4 separate regions of the Sus scrofa genome follow, and all the other regions are linked to region 2. A link is a contact called in public HiChIP or PLAC-seq data. All regions are on one chromosome and are shown on one strand. Each heading gives the region's core, a stretch centred on a gene start, on an enhancer-like site or on the middle of the called end of the contact. The rest is flanking DNA. Distances are from core to core; before and after follow the strand shown. Region 1 holds the start of CD80 (CD80 molecule). Region 2 holds the start of LRRC58 (leucine-rich repeat-containing protein 58). Region 3 holds the start of MAATS1 (cilia- and flagella-associated protein 91). Region 4 holds the start of TIMMDC1 (complex I assembly factor TIMMDC1, mitochondrial).

Region 1 (3,384 bases), core at 695-3,194, 770 kb before region 2:
TTTCTTTATTTTTTATTATTATTATTTTTTAAAAATCTTTTTAGGGCCGCACCCATGGCATGTGGAGGTTCCCAGGCTAGGGGTCTAATCAGAGCTACAGCTGCTGGCCTATGCCACAGCCACAGCAACGCCAGATCCAAGCCCTGTCTGCGACCTACACCACAGTTCACGGCACTACCAGATCGAACCCACAGCCTCATGGTTCCTAGTCAGATTCATTTCCGCTGTGCCACGACAGGAACTCTGCCCCATCTTTTCTTTAAGGTCTGGGTCTTTGAGCTAACTTGGCCACTGACCTGCTGTTGATAAGGGCAGGTCCTTGAACCTCTCTAAACTTGTTTTCTCATCCCTAAAGTGAACTGAAATACCCTGAAGGTCCCTTCTCTCTCACAAGGTGACAGACAGGGACATCGTAGAGACTCCACCTCCTTTCTCTAAACCCTGAAGCAGTGGATTCACTCAAGTTCCTGGAAGTCACTTACCTGAACAGAAGTCAAAAAGACCAACCAGCACCAAGAGCTGAAAGAGCTTGGGTAATGGTGTTCCCCACTTCAGTGTGTGGCACATGGCTTCTGCTTGATGAGGATGAAAACAGAAGTAACCAATTTCAAGCCAAATGAGACAGGGCACCTCACAGCTTATACCAGGCAGGGGCAGAAGATGATTCAATTGCCACACACCGAGGGTTCTTCCGTGATGGTTGCAAAAACACACCAGGGAGAGGGAGGATGGTGTATCTGGGTGTCTGAACTCTTGATTATAAAAGATTGTAGATTTATTTTCACAACCTAAAAAGGAAAAAAAAAAAAAAAATAGAAGTCACCTAGAAGGAAGGTTGGCCTACCATGTGTTGTAAAACTTCTTAGTTGCCTGCCTGCAATGAGTCAGGGATCTGAATCTGTGCAACCTCTAAATCAGAGCACAATCTTGGGGCAGGGGGTGCGTGGGAAGCAAAAGTTGGTGGGAATTCTGGGGAAGTGACGCTGCCTTGTTCGTGTTCCAAGAACCACAGCTCTCCCACCGCTGGATGGGATGATGAAGACTGTCAGAAACACGGAGAACTGTAAGGGCCCTAGATATCAGCAAGTCAACCCATGAAAGCTCGGACCCTCTTCAGAACTGAGAAACACAGAGCACCAACGAGGGTGTATTTTTGTCTAAGGCAGTGCTTAAGTCATGAAACTACTTCTTTCTTAATATATTGACATAGAAATACAAGTATCTCTGTTTTCAAATGCTTCTACACAAAGAATATGTCTTAAAGGGGCAGAGGATCTCAATCAACAGAGAAGCTTCGGTAAAAAGGGAAGAGAAAAATACTGAAAACTGCTTATTTATATTACGTACTATAAGGTAAGAAAGCTGTTTGTTTTGTTTTATTTTCGGTAAACAGATGAAACTTCAGAAATAAAAATAAAAGCTGTGCTCCAATGTGATCCTCTCAGATTGCCACCACAGATGGAATGCAATGCTACCCAGAAGATGTTTGCTACTGCTCTTTGGGAACCACCCCAGAGCAAGTTTTCCAGCCACACTGGCTTGTTCTATCAGCCACATGGCATTCTAATCAGGATTAGCTTGAATTCACTGATTCACCAGAATTTTACTGGTTTGGAAAACTCAAAATTCAGCCTACAAAATTAATATTTGCTACCATCTAGAAAATTTTAAATAATGAGTCATAACTCCAATGATGATTGTCTATGAATTTTGGAATAACAAACCCCCGGAAGACCCTTTGGGGGGAAGGTAAGAGTGATAGTATGTTTGTTTAAAAAGCAGTCAAATTGTTGCTAACTTGTTCTACCAAGCTATCCCATATTCAGATAATAGTAAATGTACTTACTTGCTGAAGAATAATTCCTCCTTTTCTCTCGTCTTAAAACTAGAAAGATGAGGCCCCACTTCTGAGATGTTCTTTCCTTGCTGTCTCCAAAATAATGGCAAGTTACTCAGCTTTTCTTTGGGTGATATTTCACAGAGGTGGCATTTCCCCTTCCAACTTCCTTTTACTTGATGAAGAACACTAACGCTCAGAAATAACTTAAACCAGGGGATGAGCAGAGTGCTGTGTGCAATTTGAGGAGTCTCCCTCTGCTGGCCTCTTTTGTCAGTTACCTCAAATCACACAGCAGCCCTCCCTCAGCCCTCCCTCTTAAGGGAAGAGGGTCTGGGGGGCCTAGGAGAGGCGGTAAAAATGTACCCCAGTGGGAGGGCCCGGCCCGTCAACTTTGGTGGCATGGGCTGGCTGTTTCTGTGCTGGTCTGAAGTTTTGTTTTAGCACCCAGAATAACCCCTCCCTAGTTACAGTCATGCCACTGCAGGAGGGGCCCTCCATCTCATGTGTAGTGGGCACTTTGGGGACAGTGCTCAGCTCACAAGGCCACCCTTACCTACACTCTCCCACCACCACCTTCACAGAGTGGACTCCTGGCAGCCCTGTTGGACAGCATACCCCAGTCACCCCACCCCAGTGGAGCAAACCCTCTGGTGGGCACAGTGACAGAACCAAGGGGTGGTATGAGGAATATTTCAGTCTTCCTCCACAATTTCCAGCCAGCCTTCTGCTCCTATGAATTCTGGAGTACTTCATGGGTCAGTGGGCAACACTTGCTGCTCCAGTGGATCTCTCTTGCAATGGTGGAAACCTTGTCTGGGCCTGCATCTTTCAGTTTGCTGCTGGCCCTGGGGCTTCTCTGCTGCCTTAGCATGAGATCCCCTTGGAAATCCTACACTCAAGCAGGTATAACTTGGAAATATGGGGGACTTAAAGCCCATGGAGATACTCTTGACCATGATGGATAACTGTTTTCCCCTTTTGTCACCCAGGTGGAGAGTTGTGAGAGACATTCCATGAGGCTTTGCAGAAGGTCGAGTGGGAATGAATACCACTTGTCTGCAGCAGAGGCCAACGTGGTATGTCACTCTTGTATTGGCTTTCCTTCCTCCACCATTTCAATCCCCCGTCCTACACCCCTAGACTCACGTTCCCAATAATCTAGGCCTTTGCTTCTAGCTTTGCTTTCTGGATAATCTAGGCAAAGATAGGAGGGATACCTCAGAAGGTAGAGACATAATAGTTTCTCATCTAAAATAAATGCAGAAATAGAAAGGTGAGTCAATTTAGAAGAAAAATAGACATGATCTATCAATGGGGTAAACATTGCAAATATGGTATAGAAATGTCTGAAATATTGACCTAAGGCTTTTAGGAAACAAACTTTGCTGGCAAAAAATCACAGTTTAGGCTGCCATCCATCCTAAATTTTTCAGTGCATGGAGATCCCATTATATAAAAAGCTGATAGAGAAGGATGCAAGTTGAGGCCTCACGGTGGGGAAGTATGAAAAGCTTTCTGAAGGAAGAGAAAGAAAGAATAAGAGA
Region 2 (3,137 bases), core at 446-2,945:
AGCGACTTGTCTAAGACTGGGGCACCAACAGTTGTTATTCTTAGGTCAATTTCTTTTCACTGCACTTAACTCAGGTCCTTTCAATTCTAATATTCTGTTATCTTGGAAAATTCAATAAAGAGATGGAAGATACTTTTTTTTCATTTTGGACAATACACTTCCTCGTACTTTATTTCTCCCCTGCAGGGCACCTTTAGGAGACTTTTGTTATCCTGCATTCCTGCTTCCGTCTTCCATTTAATTCAACATACATTTAGTGACTAATCTAGCAGATGAGGCGGACCTGTAAACAAGGAATTATAATCAATAAGGTAAGTGCAGCGGTAGGATGAATGGTTCCCAAGAAGTACAGTTTAGACAATTATAATTGTTGTCCAGGAAGTAGTAACAGAAGGAAACAAACAACAAAAAATGACCCTCAAAACAGGTTTTAAGGATGAGCAGGGGTCTGTCCAGTGCAAGCAACATTCTAGGCAAAAGGAACAACAATGTACAGAGGCACTGTATCCATTCAACACACATTTAGTGAGAGCCTACAAGCTGCTGGTAAAGTGCACACCTTACTGAATTCCACAAATAGTATTGCTGGTATTGCCAAGGAGAAGACAGAGTAGGTAACGCAGTGGCAAGCAGGGATCAGATCAGAGTTCCTTTGTATGTCACTTTACAGGACATAAACTTTGATCTACAGGCATGGAAAACCACCCAAGACTCCGGAGCAATTAAGTGACAACCTCAGATTTACATATGTTTGAGTATATGCTCAGTTCAGATCACTTCCAGTGACCCCAGAAAAACAGAAAAAATATCTCGAAAATCTGCACAGCGCAAACACAACAAACCAAACGCTGTCACACCCATGATCCTATCAGCTCCTCAGTACAACTCACTGAGTTGGCAGGGCAGCCAAAGAGTTCAAGAGCCTGGACTGAGAGAGTTACGTGACAACCAACGGGCGCCAAGACCAGGCGCAGGGCCCCGGAACTACCGGGGCCTCGGGACACCCACCCTCGACCCTGTGCTGGGGCCTCCCTACTCTCGGGCAGGCCGGCACCCGCTCACCTCCTCAAATTTTCGATCTCAGCCGGGATGCTCTGAAGCTGGTTGCCGCCAAGGCTGAGGGTCTGCAGCGCACGCAGCTCCAGCACCGAGGTGGGCACCTCCTGGAAACAGTTCCCGCTGAGGTTGAGCACCTGGAGGCTGCGGCAGAGCGGCGACTGGGCCAGGCCCTTGGGCAGCGCGCCGGGCCCGCCGAGACGGTTATTCTTGGCCAGCAGCGTGCGCAGGCCGCTCAGCGCTAGCAGCTCCGGCCCCAGCGCGGTCAACGCGTTGCCGCTCACGTCCAACAGTTGGAGGTGCGGGAAGCCGCTGCCCAGCGCCCGCGGCAGCGACACCAGACGGTTGTGCGGCAGCAGCAGCCGTAGCAGCGCCTCCCGCGTTCCGCGCCGCTCCTCGCCCCGCGCCTCCAACTCCGACTCCAGCGTCTCGGGAGAAACGCTGAGGCGGGACAAGTTCAGCTCGGCCTCCCCGGCCGTGGCCACCGGCGCTCCGGCCTCCTGCATCCCGGCCACCGCGTCGCGCAGAGCGCGACCCACAGGCCGGGAGCTCCGCGGCGCCCCGGAACCTGAACCGAGGGCTGCGTCGGAAGTGGCGCGGGCGGGCGCTAACCCCGGCCCCCCTCCCCCCCCGCGGAGTCACGCGACGCTAGGAGGCGGGGTGCGCGCGCCGCTCAAGGGCCGGACTCCGTCTCGCGCGGCGCGCCGCAAGGATCCCATGAGCCGGGCGGGGGCAGAGAGCAGTCAGTGCTCGGCTTACTCTCTGAGCCCGGCTGGGTCCGGGCAGTCGTGTTCTATAGTTCTTGAAGTCTGGTGACCTGTCCCCGAATTCCAGGGTGGCCTCGGTAAACAGTCCGAGGACAGTTTGGTTATTTGGCTTTGAGGGTTCGCGCGTGACGGTGCACCGCCTTCTGAGGCCCTGGTTTCGGAGTGGGGGCCCCTGGTCTGCGGGAGCCAGCGAGGACTCAGGACTTTAGTGATGATTCAGTTGCATGACAGCAAGACCCGGGAATTCAAAGTCCCGGGATTGACCAAGCCGACTTAAAAGCGCGAAGGCAGCTGAACTAGAAATCGGGACTCTTGGATCTTACCTCGGGTTCTGCTGTTAAATAACTTTGTTTCCTCGGACAGGGGATTTGATTTCAGTTTCTCCATCCAAAAAAAATATGGCTAATCCTTGGCCTGCTTGCCCTAGAGGATTTTTTTTTTTAAAGGAATGTGTGTCAAGAACATTTCACCATTTTAGCTGTAGAAGCACTTCTGTGGTTTTTGGTTTAAGTTGCAGTGGCTGGAAATGAATTTGGGAGCCATGGCTGAGTTTTCGTTAATTTGAAATAGCTCAAATTAATTGATCAGTTTAACCCAGAAAGCATTGAGATTTTACTTCAGGTTAAAACTTCAATTTAACTGGAAAAGTCCTGATTCTGGCTTTCATGTAGTACTTCTAAACCTGTTTTCGCCCTTACCCTAAAGTCGGTTTTTTTCTGAAATTTTTATAATTTTGAAAAGTCATGGATAGAAATGAAAATATTTAGTGTATTTTTTTACAAAGCTTATGCATAAAAATGTTAGACGATTGTATATAACCAGTGCTATTAAATTGCTTTCTTCCTAAAAAGAATAAAGTTAACTTTTTTCTTGCCGGTTATTTGTGTGAGAAATTATGCTTTTTACCTCCTGCCAAACTTTAACTTAATTTCTGATTGATTTATGGTTATGGGAGGATACACTTTGTGAGTTTAAAGCAGGGATGGAGTGTTTTTAAAACCAATGGAGTGTCCTGAATTTGAAACCTGTTTTGAAAGGGTCCTTTTAAAAAGTAGACTTTACTTGGGATCAAGATAACATTCTGGCAGGAACCTAGTGTGTGAAAATTGCAAATGTTTAAAATAATACGGGAGTTCCCGTAGTGGTGGGCAGTGGTTAACGAATCCGACTAGGAACCATGAGGTTGCGGGTTTGATCCCTGCCCTTGCTCAGTAGGTTAAGGATCTGGCGTTGCCGTGAGCTGTGGTGTAGGTGCAGACGCAGCTCGGATCCCGAGTTGCTGTGGCTGTGGTGTAGGCCAGTGGCTACAGCTCC
Region 3 (3,188 bases), core at 481-2,980, 640 kb before region 2:
TGAGGGGCAGGGGTGTTCTGGGAAGAAGGAACAGACAGTGGGAAATGTAGTCATACCCTAAGACAGAAAAACATTATCATGTCGTTATAACACGGTATTTTATTTTTTTTCTTTTTATGGCCGCACCTGTGGCATATGGCAGTTCCTGAGCCAGAGATCAAATTGGAGCTGCAGCTGGGGCCAACACCACAGCCAAAGCAATGCCAGATCCGAGCTGCATCTGCAATCTACACTATAGCTTGTGGCAACGCCAGATCCTTAACCCCCTGAGCCACGCCCGGGATTGAACCTATGTCCTCGTGCATACTAGTCAGGTTCTTAACCTGCTGAGCAACAACTGGGAATGCCCAGAAAGTTCTTTTTATAGAAGAATCCCAGGTAAGAAGGAAATTGTTGAAGATATTAGAAATTCACTGTTCTAGATGAAAATCCTGAGATACCAAAATAAAGTGTAAAGAATTTTTTAGATCTTTTGATCAGAAAAAAAAATCTTGGACTCAATCAGGGAAATTTGAATATATACTAAATTTTAAATATAAAGGAATTATTAATTTTGTTAGATTTGATAATGGCAATTATGTTAAAAATCTGTATCAGTTTGAGATGCAGATTAAGGGTAAAATAATGTCTGGGATTTGAAAATGCTCAAGCAAAAGGAGATAGTAGACAGGTGAAACTGGACTGGCAAATTCTTGATAATTATTTACTCCGTGATGATTAGCGCCAGCTCATTACTAAAAGTGGATTCACTCTTGCCTATGTTAAGACATTTCCAGAGTCCTGTTGTGATGCAGCGAATCCGACTAGTAACCATGAGGTTGCTGTTTGATCCCTGGCCTCTCTCAGTGGGTTGAGGATCAGGTGTTGCTGTGAGCTGTGGTGTAGATAGCAGACCCTGCTTGGATCCTGCGTGGCTGTGGCATAGGCATAGGCGTGGCTGTAGCTCGGATTGGACCCCTAGCCTGGGAACCTCCATATGCCGCTGTTGCGGCCCTGAAACAAAAACAAAAACAGACATTTCCATAATAAGTAGTTTTAAAAAGCAAGTCAGTGCGGAATACACCACATCATCTTCGGCTGATTTAATTAGTGCCCAGGGCTCAGAAAGGGGTAGCAGAATGCAGATCAACAGTTACTAACTACCCACCCCACCCCAAATCCTGATTCCCAGGGCAAGGGTTCATAGAGTGTCAAAGTCCAACGTTTAGGAGCTTTCTCAGCTAGCAGAAAAAGCCCCGCGGAAAGGGGATGTCCGAAAGGAAAGCCCCCGACTATTTTTTTCTGAGATTTCCCAGGGATTTCCGAAAGAGGTCGCGGAGTGAAACCGGCAAATCACTGCTGGATTTGAGCAGTAGCCTTTTCCCCAGCCTGCGGGCCCCGCGCATTGATCCTGGATGTACAACTGAAAACTCAAGGCTTGGCCTCTGGAATGAAGCGGGCAGTGTAGCAGATCCTCCCCCGGCCTACTACTTTCCCCTTTTTCCTTCTGAGTGCTGTCCTTTCCTCCCAACCCCTTTCTCCACCCCTCCCGCTCCTTCCCTCTGCACACTTCCTGTCCTCCCGCCCCTGCGCCACGCCCCACGCCTTCCTGCAATCCCCCCGTCTTCCTCCCGGTCGCCAGCCCCGCGCCCCTCCCTTCACTAGCCCCGCCCAGGTTCTTCATCCAGCCCGCCTTTCCTGACCCTCGTCCCGCCCCGTCCTTGTCACTCGGCTCCTCCCCTCTCATGCTAGTTCCGCTCTTCCCTTCTCCGCTTGCGTGCTGTCCTCGCTCCGCCCTTCGTTTCCGCTCTTCCAGGGGGTTACCATAGCTACTGTCCACACAACAGCTAGGTCTCTCAAGTTGGTCCTGGCTGACTGCAGGGCAGAGCCGGCACCATGAGTCATGTTGTGACCATCACCGAGCCCCAGGCCAAACCTCAGATGTCTCAAACCCAGTGCAGAGGGAAGTCGGGGACCTGGGGCAACGTCTCCGCTAGTCGAACGTATGATTTCCTGTATGGTAAGGGCGGCTCCAGATCTCCCTCCTGAGTTGTAGACTCCTGGGACAGATGGGCTTTGAAGATGGTGGGACCTGGCCAGGAGGCTCAGCGGAGGAAAGACTGGCCTCAGGACAGATCCCTTGTCTTGTCTTGGATGGGCAGCTCCAAGCCCTCTGGGTGGTGCACTCTAGGGCATCTCTGAAGACTCAGGTGAGCTGCGTCTTGGAGCAGGGGTAGGGAACACCTGACTCTTCTTCACCCGCTTTTCTTGATAATTTGCACAGCCCAAAGCAATCTTTCTGAAACCCGTTACTGGAGTTTTGGTATCCCATACAGTACCCAATGATTTGCATACTTGGAAATGTTACTGAAGAAAGTTTGGGTGCTCCACTCACAGTGAGGTCAAACAAACCAAAAGAAAAAGGTTTACTGTAGGGCCAAGCAAGAGTGGCTTGGTTCAAACCCCCCCGAAATCCCTGATGGTTTTGGGGAAAAAGTTTTCAATAGCAATATTTAGGGTGAAGGCTGAAGGGTATGTGACTTTTTTTCCTGAGGTCACAGAGGGATGCTTCAGCCATCTTGTGTTGAAATTGCCATCTGGATCACCTGGGTGGGGGCCTTAGTTCTGCAGAAGAGCTCAAAGATAATGTTCTGTATATTTCTTGAGGAGGAACCAGGATCTTGCCCCAAGGCTGCAGTAGTGTTTCTTGACTTCTCCTGACTTGTCTCTGCATCCCCTCCTTTCTCATTATCCACTGTTTGAATCTGCTCTTTGAAACTCAGGTAAGGTCAAGGAGGCTATATGAAGCCTATTTCCTACAAACAAGAAGGAGGGGGGGGTTGGGGGCACACAAAGGATTTGTATCCATCAAGGAGCCCTATAGCATCCTGCTTGGTTTCAGAGACTGACTCAACACTCCCACATTCAAACTGCATAAAATGCCCTTCCAGTTCTCATTCTCTGGCCTCTTCCAAATTTGGCATCTAGGTAAGGAAGGGCCAGTTTATTTCATCTTTGTTTTTAGCTTTCTCTTTTCTTCAAGCTTATTCTTAACCATTAAAGTATTGTTTATAAACTATGTCCACTAGGTCCTTTGGGCCAGTAAAGCCCCAGTTTATTTATCTATTTATTTATTTTTGTCTTCTTGCCATTTCTTGGGCCGCTCCCACGGCATATGGAGGTTCCCAGGCTAGGGGTCTAATCCGAGC
Region 4 (3,230 bases), core at 320-2,819, 830 kb before region 2:
TCAAAGTTAGTCTATTGAGACACATAGCAAAGAGGAAATCATGATGCAATGTAGTAAGTGCTCTGATGGGAACTGAATCTAATCCTCTCTCCCAGACACTAGAGAGCTCTTCCTGGCACTGTGATTAGACTAACTCAGCTAGTCACTCTATCAGTCACTTCTCTGGACCATATCTAGAGACTTCCAGCTATCAAATTCTGGAATTCTCTTTACTGTATCCTACTAAAGATTGTAATTATTTTGAATTATTCCTAGAAAGGAATAAATGATGGGTAGGAATTGGCGAAGACAATGTGTATGATTCCTAGCAAAGATCAGATGAAATTACACAAATCAGGAGTTCCCTTCATGTCTCAGGGGTTAACGGACCCAATTAGGATCCATGAGGATGTGGTTCTACCCCTGGCCTGGCTCAGTGTTGGTGATCCTGCATTGCCCTGCCTTGTAGTGTAGGTCGAAGACCTGGCTCGGATCCTTCGTTGCAGTGGCTGTGGCTTAAGCCAGCAGCTGTAGCTTGGATTTGACCCCTAGTCTGGGAACTAACATATGCTGCAGATGCAGCCCTAAAAAAAGGCAAAAAAAAAAAAAAAAAAAGAAACACAAATCAGTTTAAAAATACTTAACATGCGAGCTGTCTTGTTTTTGTTGTTGTTTTTGGCCGAGGTGGCATATGGGGTTCCAGGGCTGGGGATCAGATCCGAGTACCTAAACCATAGCTAAGGAACCAGGCAGGGATAGAACCAGGCTCCCAAGTGCTGCCAAGACACCGCGGATCCTGTTGTGCCACAGTGGGAATTCCTTCATAAGCGTGCATTTTAATAAAATTATACTTTGAAGCATATGATAGCAGAGGCTGTAGTGACAGGAAATTATTGCTGGACTACCAAGCAAACATCTGAGAGAAAGTGTCCTGCCTTTTAAGAAAGAGTAGTTATATGAACCAAGGTGAATAAAACCCATCTTGTGAAGCCCTGAACCGATTCTTCTACATAAAAATGTTCTGGAAATCTGGGTGTAACTGGCAACAAGACCCCTCTTAAAAGCCTCCTAACTTTCTGAAATCGAGAATAGACCTCGCCCAACCTCAGAGGTTTCCCGAGCTATGACAGGGTGGGTTGGGCTTGTAGTTCTGCAAACTGCCTTCCCCTTTCTGTACCCCATTTGTGTTGAACACTGCACTTTCTTCATCTACATTCCTGCTTTTTAAAATAAGCTAACTTCAAACTATTGCATTTGGAGTAGATAAGCAATGAGATCCTGCTATATAGCACAGGGAACTGTATCGAGTCACTTGTGATGGAACATCATAGAGGATAATGTGAGAAAAAGCCTATGTATGACTGGGTAATTATGCTTTACACTAGAAATTGTCAGAACACTGTAAATCAACTATAATGGAAAAATAAAAATTACATAAAAAATAAAATACGCTAACCTACTTCAGCTAATGACCCGGTCTGGTTGCCTGGAAACTGCCCCACACAGTTTCACTGGCGCAGGAGGCGGGGGCCAGACGGTGCAGAGAGCTGTTACACGCCGCCAGCTCACTTCCGGCGAGTCAGCTTGCCACCTCTAAGATCCGTCCCACCTCAAACCGGAAGTGCTTCCGGCTCCGGCTCCGCCCTCGCCCAGCCCAGTAGCCTTTGCCCTGGTTGGGGCGGGACTTCCTGTCTCGTGTGTCCAAGGGCTTCCAAAGTGAGGTTAGTCTGGGAGTGCAGGTCTGTCACGGTGTGTGGCTACCGCTACGGCCGCGAATTTGCTAGAGCGTAGTGTACCAGTATTCGTCACTTATTCTTGCAGTTATCTTCGCTCTTCTCCCACGGCGCCTCCCGGAGACCTTGGGGCCCTGAGCGCCCAAGCTGTCCGGCAGGTTCTGAGGAGACCATGGAGGTGCGGCCGCCGGCTCCACGGAGCTTGCTCTGCAGGGCGCTGAATCCTTTCCCTCGGGTCTTTGCTGCTGGAGCTGTGGCCACCGATTCCAAGGGTCTTGCGGAGGACCTTAAGCTGCCTTCCTGCGTCCCGGAAGCCCGATACCCGGAATCCGGATGGGACCGACTCCGGGAGCTGTTTGTCAAAGAGTAAAAGTGCCTACGGTCTGTGGGGAGGGGCTACGAAGGAGGTGACCTGAAACCTGGGTCATCCGGGATGAAGGACCCCAGGGTGGTGTGATTTATTTTTAAACGGAATTTTGGGTTCTAGTGCTTGTACTCCAAGCTTGTATCCTAACATAGCGGCTAGGTGGTTCTTATGATTGACAGGCCGGTTTTCAGGTGGTAAAGGTGAGCCTCATTGAATGTCAGAGCTTTTAGGGATATTTAGGGAGTAGAGTCTTAGTGTAATTACCTCGATTTTACAGATTAGAAGAATTGGGCCAAGGTACTTGGTGACGCGAGAACCCACATCTGCAGGACTGCAATATTCCTTTTCTTATATAACTTGATCCCAAATTTTGATAGTTTATGACCAATAGCCCTCCTCCCCGGCGCAAAAATGGAAGTTCAGAGATAGCAGAAAGAGTTGTAAAATTTTTATTCTGCTAAATAAGGAATATATAAAAAATAGTAGCAACTATTGTCTCATCATTTTATAAAGAAATTAGCTGGATTCACAAATAAGGATGTTTCAGAATAAAAGAAATAACCCTTTAAATTGAATTAACTTTAATGGAAAACTCACGATAATTAATTTCATCATTGTTTCGTTCATCAATTACTGGTAAAAAGTTTGCCCTTTTATGAAGTACTTTACTATATACTATACTGTGTTATCAACATTGGTTAAATTAACGTCGAAGCTTTATTATGTTGCTGAGATAGTTCAGGCAGGGGAGCTGGTGGAATTGTATTAATTACTTTATTTAGGTTTCATCATCTTTGTTTTAAAGATAAGCCGCCCTTCTTATTGGTCCTTCCAAAATTTATTTGAGATATTTGTGAAGGAGCCTATATAGTATATAACAGAAAAGGGTTATTTTGATCAGCTTTATAAAACCACAGAATGTTGGAGCTGAAAGAAATGTGAAAGATAATTTAGTTTAACTTTCATTCTCCCCACTAAGTCATGCATAAGGAAACCAATGTTCAGAGTGATTGTGATCTGGCCACAAGTCTCTTAGCAGTGGATGACACGAACCAGAACCACAATCCCATTGGTCCTTTTCATCACTGTGCCCCGTTTCTTCACCATTCATTTAGCTGTTAGGATTAATCATGTAATTTCTTACAGCCTCA

What was found. HiChIP or PLAC-seq counts read pairs in DNA pulled down with a chosen protein or histone mark.
Region 1: an H3K27ac HiChIP or PLAC-seq map of alveolar macrophages shows a contact between it and region 2. The contact joins the promoter of CD80 here to the promoter of LRRC58 in region 2. A contact is called at or near these places in 1 of 5 promoter capture datasets (fetal liver) and 1 of 2 datasets of contacts at active chromatin or transcription factors (alveolar macrophages).
Region 3: a contact with region 2 is called in an H3K27ac HiChIP or PLAC-seq map of alveolar macrophages. The contact joins the promoter of MAATS1 here to the promoter of LRRC58 in region 2. A contact is called at or near these places in 5 of 47 Hi-C or Micro-C datasets (embryonic fibroblasts, heart right ventricle, liver and 1 more) and 2 of 2 datasets of contacts at active chromatin or transcription factors (alveolar macrophages and skeletal muscle).
Region 4: a contact with region 2 is called in an H3K27ac HiChIP or PLAC-seq map of alveolar macrophages. The contact joins the promoter of TIMMDC1 here to the promoter of LRRC58 in region 2. A contact is called at or near these places in 1 of 5 promoter capture datasets (fetal liver), 1 of 47 Hi-C or Micro-C datasets (heart right ventricle) and 1 of 2 datasets of contacts at active chromatin or transcription factors (alveolar macrophages).

Annotation. Positions count from the first base shown.
Region 1 is chr13:140,691,993-140,695,376 of Sscrofa11.1, reverse strand. It overlaps CD80 (CD80 molecule), which reads right to left and starts at 1,944. Exons shown (of 7, transcript NM_214087.1): 1 at 1,847-1,944; 2 at 483-788. The coding sequence starts at 567.
Region 2 is chr13:139,926,266-139,929,402 of Sscrofa11.1, reverse strand. LRRC58 (leucine-rich repeat-containing protein 58) reads right to left here and starts at 1,695. Exons shown (of 5, transcript XM_021070309.1): 1 at 1,063-1,695. The coding sequence starts at 1,562.
Region 3 is chr13:140,565,518-140,568,705 of Sscrofa11.1, reverse strand. It overlaps MAATS1 (cilia- and flagella-associated protein 91), which reads left to right and starts at 1,730. Exons shown (of 18, transcript XM_003132654.4): 1 at 1,730-1,999. The coding sequence starts at 1,876.
Region 4 is chr13:140,757,037-140,760,266 of Sscrofa11.1, reverse strand. It overlaps TIMMDC1 (complex I assembly factor TIMMDC1, mitochondrial), which reads left to right and starts at 1,569. Exons shown (of 8, transcript XM_021070323.1): 1 at 1,569-1,700; 2 at 1,801-2,078. The coding sequence starts at 1,885.